Regions from separate parts of the Mus musculus genome. Here region 1 is linked to region 2. A link is a contact called in public HiChIP or PLAC-seq data. All regions are on one chromosome and are shown on one strand. Each heading gives the region's core, a stretch centred on a gene start, on an enhancer-like site or on the middle of the called end of the contact. The rest is flanking DNA. Distances are from core to core; before and after follow the strand shown. Region 1 holds the start of B430306N03Rik (RIKEN cDNA B430306N03 gene). Region 2 has its middle 17 kb from the start of A730006G06Rik.

Region 1 (3,363 bases), core at 827-3,326, 210 kb before region 2:
ATCCTCTTTTTTTTTTTTTTTTTTATTGCATCCCATACCCCAAGCTTAGGGAATGGTGCTACCCATTTTTAAGATGGGTCTTCCCACCTCAAGCCGAGATAATCTTTCACAGCGGTGCTGAGAGACTTGTCTCCCTGATCATTCTAGGTTCTGACACTTTGGCAACTAAAATTAATCTCTACACGTGGCAAGCATTTTATTGTCTGGATCGTCTCCCCAGTCCTGTGCCCACTGTGTTTGAAGATGTAGGAAGGTCAGCACCTACTGCCTCCACGGCATGAGATGTGCCTGGGCCAAAACTTTCAGAAAAACAGCCTCCAGGCACCCACTGAGCAAAAGTGCGGGGCATGTGCTACTGCAGCAGGAAAGCCCTGGGACTGGGATTGCGAACATATGGACATCATGTATGAATGCAGATGAAAGTCCCAAGCCACTGCAGTCTTCAGCATGAAATACACGGAAGACTCAAGATCAGCAGCAGTACTCTGGACCACTGTCTGAGAGCTCAAGAGCTCTCGCTTGTCAAGGGCAGAGCCCCGAAGAGAACTCACATCTGCCAGCCTCCCCGACGAAGCCTCAAGTCGGCCTCACTTTCTACCTGTCTCCTCTGAGTCCACATCTCTCAGTGCCCTGCCCACTGGCTATGAGATCTCTCCACCGCCCCTGGAGAGAGGGTTTCTGATGGGATTACAGGCAACGGGTGTTCAGGAATGGAAGGCTGTGAATGCATGGGGGAACTCTGAGATCCAGCCAAAGAAATAGATTTCTGTTAGCAGCAACGAGGCAAAAGTGTTCAGAGAAACCAGTAAGAACCAGCCAGAGGCCAGCAAGCTTGGGGTTCAGCTGGCCACTGGCTTTAAGCGGCTGGTGGCCTTAGGGGAGGGGCCATTCTTCTCTACGCCAGTTTTCAGCAACTAGAGCAGTGATTTTTCAGTCTTCCTAATGCTGTGACACTAAGACAGTTCCTCATGCTGAGGTGACCCCTAATCACAAAAGTATTTTGTTGCTACTCTGTAACTGTAATTTTGTAACTATTATGAATCATAATGTAAATATCTGATATGAGACCCCTGTAGGGCTCTTGACCCACAGGTTGAGAACGTCTCTACTAGAGGAAGCTGTTTCTTGAGTCCTCTCCAACTCTGGAGCCTTGCAACTCAGGAAGGCCGAGAGCCACATGGAAGGGGAAGCTCACCTTTTGACACCACCAGGTGAATACTTCTGAGATAAATTATCCTGGTATTTACAGCGATCCCACAGTGATAGATGCCCGAGTCACTCATCTTGAGCTTAGTCATGGTGACAGTGAAGAAGTTGAAGCGAGAAGACTGCTGGATGAGGAATCTTGGCTTCTCGGCACTTTTGCTGACGAAGAGGTAACACAAGTTGTCTATTTGCTTACACCAGATCTTCTCATCGGAGTGGTAGAGCGAATCATACCAGCATGTCAAAGAAACAGTCTCACCCTCCTGTGCTCGAAGTAACTCTGGTTTCTGTGTCCAGGAGCCTGGGAATAAATGTTTCATGTCAGAGAGCCCCCATCCTCTGCAGCAGCAGGAGGAGATGGGTTCCCTTCTCAGGGAGAGAGAGACCCTCTGTGTGTCTATGCTCAGAACTTGTTGCAGGCAGCGGCTGGCCACAGCCCCCCATGTACTCTGCCCTCACAAGCACAGAGCCCCATTGTGCACACCTCCTGTCCCCTGCCCTCTCTTCAACCTGGTTTTTTCCCTCTGTCCTTGTCCCTGTCCTCACCTGAGGCCAGGAGCAGCAGCAGCACTGGGGAGAGCAGGTATGTGGGCTCCCAGGCCATCACTGAGTCCTCCTGAGCTGTGATGTTGAGCAAGAAAGGAGGGGCGCTCTGAAGAGAGAAGAGCAACCCTGGGCAGGATTCAGGAGCCACCACAGCCAGTTCTGCAGGAGCTGCTAAGGAAGGCAGAGACCTCTGTGGATGAGAGAGAAGCTGGGCAAGGCCTGTGCAGTCCTGTGGATCCTCCAGCTACAGCCCTGCTCTGAACTAGATGAAAGCTCTCAGAGACTCTGATCTCCTGCCTCACAAGGCCAGGCCTGAGGAGAGCTGAGAACACCCAGGAGGAAAGTGAAGTAAGAGAATTCTCATTTCTCCTCCCCGGCCAGTTCCGCCACTTCCTCTTTAGCTTAAAGTCTCTGTTCTCCACCCAAGATGCACCCACAGAAGGCAGGTGACAGAGTCAGAGGCCCTTTGGAGACCTGGCTAGAACTCTAAGCCCTGCTTGCCCTCAGGTTAGACCCTCCTACCAGCCCACCTGTCACATGTGGAGCAGAGGCCATGAGAGGAAAGGAGATGGGCATTTATTCTCAGGAATGGAGGAGCAAGGGAGTGGGCAGGAGCCTGGTCAGGGTGGGGGATGGGAAAGCTGGGCATGAAGGAAGACTTCAGAATGGGGGAAGGGAAAGGGGAGCCCCAGGCCCTATGTTACCCCACACACCCAGTTTCCCAACATGCCACATTCACTGCTAAGAATTTGATGTATTCATTAAACATTTTAAAAATAGTTGTCACAGGACAGTGAGATGCTTCAGCAGGTAAGGACACGTGCTACCCAGACTGAGAACCATGACCCACAGGCTAAAATGTGAGACTCAATTCCCAACAGCAGTGTGCTCGATTCCACACAGAAAAAAAAAAACTTAAAGTAAATAAATATGCATGTCAGTGCATGCACTATGAAATATCAATAGCTACAGGCTGTTCCCAGTTATCAGATAAGTAAGGAGAAAACCAGGCATGATGGTGCCTGACTATCATCCTAGAACTTAGGAGGCAGAGGCAGGAGGATGGAGAGGTCATGTTTATCCTTGGCTACGTAGCAAGTTCAATCAGGGCTACATGAGGCCTGTAGGCAGCCGGCCTAACCCTAAAAGATGGCGCCGGTCTCCGGTACACCCTCACCATAAACAACACTACTGCGCAGGCGCTAGCCCGAATCTGGCGCCAACCCCTCCCAAGCGGGTGCATGCAAATTAAAGTGCCGGCAGACTGACCAATCCCAGGAGGACACATAGCCCTCCCCAGTGCTGGGGTGTATATAAGCAGTCCTCCCTGGGTTCCCGGGGTTCCCTTAGCATTGAGGCGTTCCTGCAATAAAGCTGTTGAGAGGAATCCGACCGTGTTGTGTTTTTCCTTGCCGGACAAGGTGAGCACAACAGAGGCCCTGTCTCAAATAAACAAATAAATAAAAATAAAATGTAAAAACCTGTAATAGTGGGGAACCTTTAAATGGAAATGCAGGGTTTCAGGTAGGATGCCAGGGAGCAAGGGCTGAAGCCGATGGGCACAGGACTTGTGAAAGGCTCTGCGGAAGAACGGGACAGAGGAATGAGCGT
Region 2 (3,385 bases), core at 358-2,857:
CTGTCCTCTTGCTGTTCCTTTGCATCATCCTCAAGGACCCTGGGTCTCTGTGCACTCACACACCATCCTCCCCAGCCCCTGGCCTCTCTGTTCCTTAACTCTTTCTTTGGTCATCTTCCTGCCCCACCCCACCCCCATTCAGAAGGTCAGAATGAGTGACCGCCCACTTTAAGCCCAGCCCAGCCGCCACCAGCCTCTCTGATTGGATCCCCTTAACTGCATGCTCTTGAACCCCATGGGGACTCATGACCTCTCTAATCCTGCCACCTCACACATTGGTGCTTTTCCTGGAACTCTGTGATCCAACCTCAGAGACACTCTACAACGTGTATGTAGCCTCAATTCCTGGGCCCCTCTCCCCTTTTGTTGAAGTTTCTGGTAACAGTTGGAAACATGGCTCCATAGAAGACAGCTTGCCTGACTTTCATAAAGAGCTGGAATCAGTCCCCAAGAAGGAAGGAAAAAATGTTAGCACAAGAAAAGACGTTTAATGTCACAAGTTTATTATGCACATGACAGGAAAGGAAAACAAATAACCCTAACACAGTGAGATTTTATTCCTATTTGCTGAGCAGGGGTAACACTTTGTGGGGATTCTGGGAAAGGTGCTGGTCTTAGAGCAGATGAGAGCCTGTGGAAAGGAATTCCTTGGCAGGCTCTGCACCTCTCGTGGCCTCTTCTGAGGCACAGATGATCTCTTTAGTCATGACACTCTGGGGAGAGGAGCGATGCCAGGGGCTGCCCCTGGAGACTGTTAGAGCACAGGTTCAGAGACCGCCCTCTCCACATCTCCTCACCCGGGGCGCCCTCTATCTGAAGTCCCAGTTTCCAGCCTGCCTGTATATTTGACAGTGGTGTCTCCTCACCCTCTCTATCACATCAACAACGCAAATGGACCACATCCAGGTACAGGTACACAGTGGCTCAGTGGCTGGGACAGGCCTCTGTTCCCTGTGCATAGTCCCTGAGCATTCATGCTGCATAAATGTGAGCTCAGGCTGAGGAAGGAGACTTGAGACACATGTGTGTGTGTGTGTGTGTGTGTGTGTGTGTGTGTGTGTGTATTACATATAATTTGGTCACACTTATTTGCTATGCAGCAAGGAGTGCTTTCTTTAGAGATGTCTAATGAATTATTTAAGGACAAAATGTCAGGATATGTGCTGCGGTTTATTTTAAAATACTTCTGCATTTAAAAAAAAATGCAAGAAGTTAAAAATACAGAAGTGAGAGGTGCACCTGGTCCCTGAGCTCCGGAGACAAAGCCCAAGCATCCTGCTCCTCTATGCTAATTAGACAGACGACCTGCCCCAGTGGGTATTACAGAGACGGGCCCCATTGAGTCAGCTACAGATCAGAAGAACACACTGCCTCTCCAGCCACCTCATGCATCTCTCTCTCTCTCTCTCTCTCTCTCTCTCTCTCTCTCTCTCTCTCTCCCTTTCCCTCTCTTCCCCCACTCATCCCCACTAGTAGCCCTAGATGGCTCAGAACTCTCTAGGTAGACCAGGCTGACTCCTCAAAGTCACAGACGGCTGTCTGCCTCTGATTCCCCAGTGCTAGGATTAAAAGGCTGAGCAACCGCTGGACGTGAGCGGTCCAGCTCCACATCTGCCTCCTGGGTTGGCCTGAGGAACAGCACAGCTGAGGAGCTTCTGGGCTCCTGCACAGCTAATGTCTCCCTTCCAAAGCCTACTGATGTAGCCATGGCTCACGCTGCCCTGAACTTACCATTGCTCAGCAGACCTCTGAAGTGGTAAACATTCTCCCACAGAACTTCCTAGGGCGTTTTCAATCTCTTCTTTTGGCAAATTATGCATGAACATTAATAAGGGAAAGATGGGTCTAATTCTCTCGCCTTTTTTTTTTTTTTTTTTTTTTTTTTTGCTTTTTCAGCAAGTAACTCTGATGCATTGGCAAGGGGGACTGAGAAAGCTAGTGGTCCAGCCAGGCTTCCTGGGTAAGGCTGCTCCACTGAGCCAACGCCATTACTTCCATCCCAGGCCCCCACCCCAGCCCCATCTTTGTTCTTTACTCCTGGGTAGAAACCATGCCTGGTCATGAACATGATCTTGGATATAGTGAGATTTCCACCTCCTGTCTACCTTCTCCTCCCCTCCCTTCCTTTCCAGTCCCATGCCTGTCAGGTATTACAAAGAGTGCTAAGGAATTTGTCACAGTGTACATATACCTGTCCTCCTGTCAGCCTGTCTGTCCTTCTAGGGCAGATGGACAAAACCAGGGCCCAGGAAAGGGCAGGGGGAAATTGAGTGGACCACAGTTCATTTCCACAAACTTGCCTGGGGACTGAGAGAAGAATCTAGGCAAAGAGATGACAGAAAACCTAGATGTTTCCTGAGGCTTCTGAGGAGAGTCAGAACTGAGACACCTCGGGGCCCAAGGGTACTCGACGAAGTTGGAGGGAAAGGCCTCCTAACCTCCCCTCCCCTTTACCTGTTTCTTCAGAGAACATTCCCAGGCCACCCACTTTCTACAACAAGGCCTTGAGCCTGTTTCAAATCCTCCGCCTCAGATAGGCTCAGGAGCTCTGAGGAGCCAGGCCCAACTCCCAAGGATGACATCACTTCCTTAGCCCCTCACTCAAGGAGAGGGGCTGCCTGGTGGGAAGACATCTCTCCTATTGCTTTATCTGCCCTGTGTAGGCACTGAGAACAGATGCAGGCTGAAGAGAAAAACAGGCAGGACAGAGGAGCACAGAGCAGAAGAGAGGGGCTATGTAGCAAAGGCCCAACAGGTTATTCTGCTGTGGGCCGCAGCCCTGCAGCCCCCTAACCTGAGGACTGAGGAGATACAGATGAGCCTAAGGAGAAGAATACGTTGCTATGGTCAGGGTTCTAGACACACGGGAAGATGGGCATGTCCCCACAACCAGAGAGTAACCAGCCCCAAACATACAGCAGGAGTGCATGCCTCCCGCGGGAACCACAGACTTGTATCTGGCTCCACAGCTCTGTTGAGCTCCAAGGGGTGAGGAAGGGCCTCTTGATTAAACCTAGTCTTCACCAATTCCTCTGCCTAACTATGCAGCTTGTCCTAGAGAGCCCCTGCCTCCAACTCCTTAGATCAGGAGTGTAAGCATACTTAGCCATGCCCGGCTATTTATGTGGATGCTAGGGATTGGACTGGGGTTTTCGTGTTTACACAGCAAAGCCCTTTACCTGTTTCGTCATCTCTGTCCCCTGAAAATCAATTCATACATATGTCAAAAGATACCATAGAAGGTATATTTAAGGTAAGATTACTTACGATGCTATCCGAAATGCAAAGGAAGCTATGGAGTCAGTAGACAAGAGGCAACAACTGGGTAGAAGAAGTAGATAGAAGCTGCCGTCCAAAGAAATGTATGCAGAAAGTTCACAGGTGA

The links. HiChIP or PLAC-seq counts read pairs in DNA pulled down with a chosen protein or histone mark.
Region 1: an H3K4me3 HiChIP or PLAC-seq map of the 230-238 cell line shows a contact between it and region 2, with 6 times the contacts expected there. The contact joins the promoter of B430306N03Rik here to the enhancer-like site in region 2. A contact is called at or near these places in 3 of 15 datasets of contacts at CTCF or cohesin (the NIH/3T3 cell line, large pre-B cells and pro-B cells), 8 of 484 Hi-C or Micro-C datasets (bone marrow-derived macrophages, differentiating embryonic stem cells, dorsal root ganglion neurons and 4 more), 4 of 115 datasets of contacts at active chromatin or transcription factors (the 230-238 cell line, bone marrow-derived macrophages and pro-B cells) and 3 of 9 other capture datasets (adipose tissue, embryonic stem cells and liver).

What each region holds. Positions count from the first base shown.
Region 1 is chr17:48,314,875-48,318,237 of GRCm38.p6, reverse strand. B430306N03Rik (RIKEN cDNA B430306N03 gene) reads right to left here and starts at 2,076. Exons shown (of 6, transcript NM_177083.4): 1 at 1,753-2,076; 2 at 1,196-1,507. The coding sequence starts at 1,810.
Region 2 is chr17:48,105,448-48,108,832 of GRCm38.p6, reverse strand. It overlaps a transcript of 9830107B12Rik not described here. Among named protein-coding and RNA genes, the nearest start is that of A730006G06Rik, 17 kb to the right of the region's middle. Within about 2 kb of position 1,607, at least 29 of the 459 cell types and tissues checked have an H3K27ac peak or open chromatin away from gene starts, as enhancers often do. A contact at or near this core is called in the 230-238 cell line and pro-B cells, where this site is marked.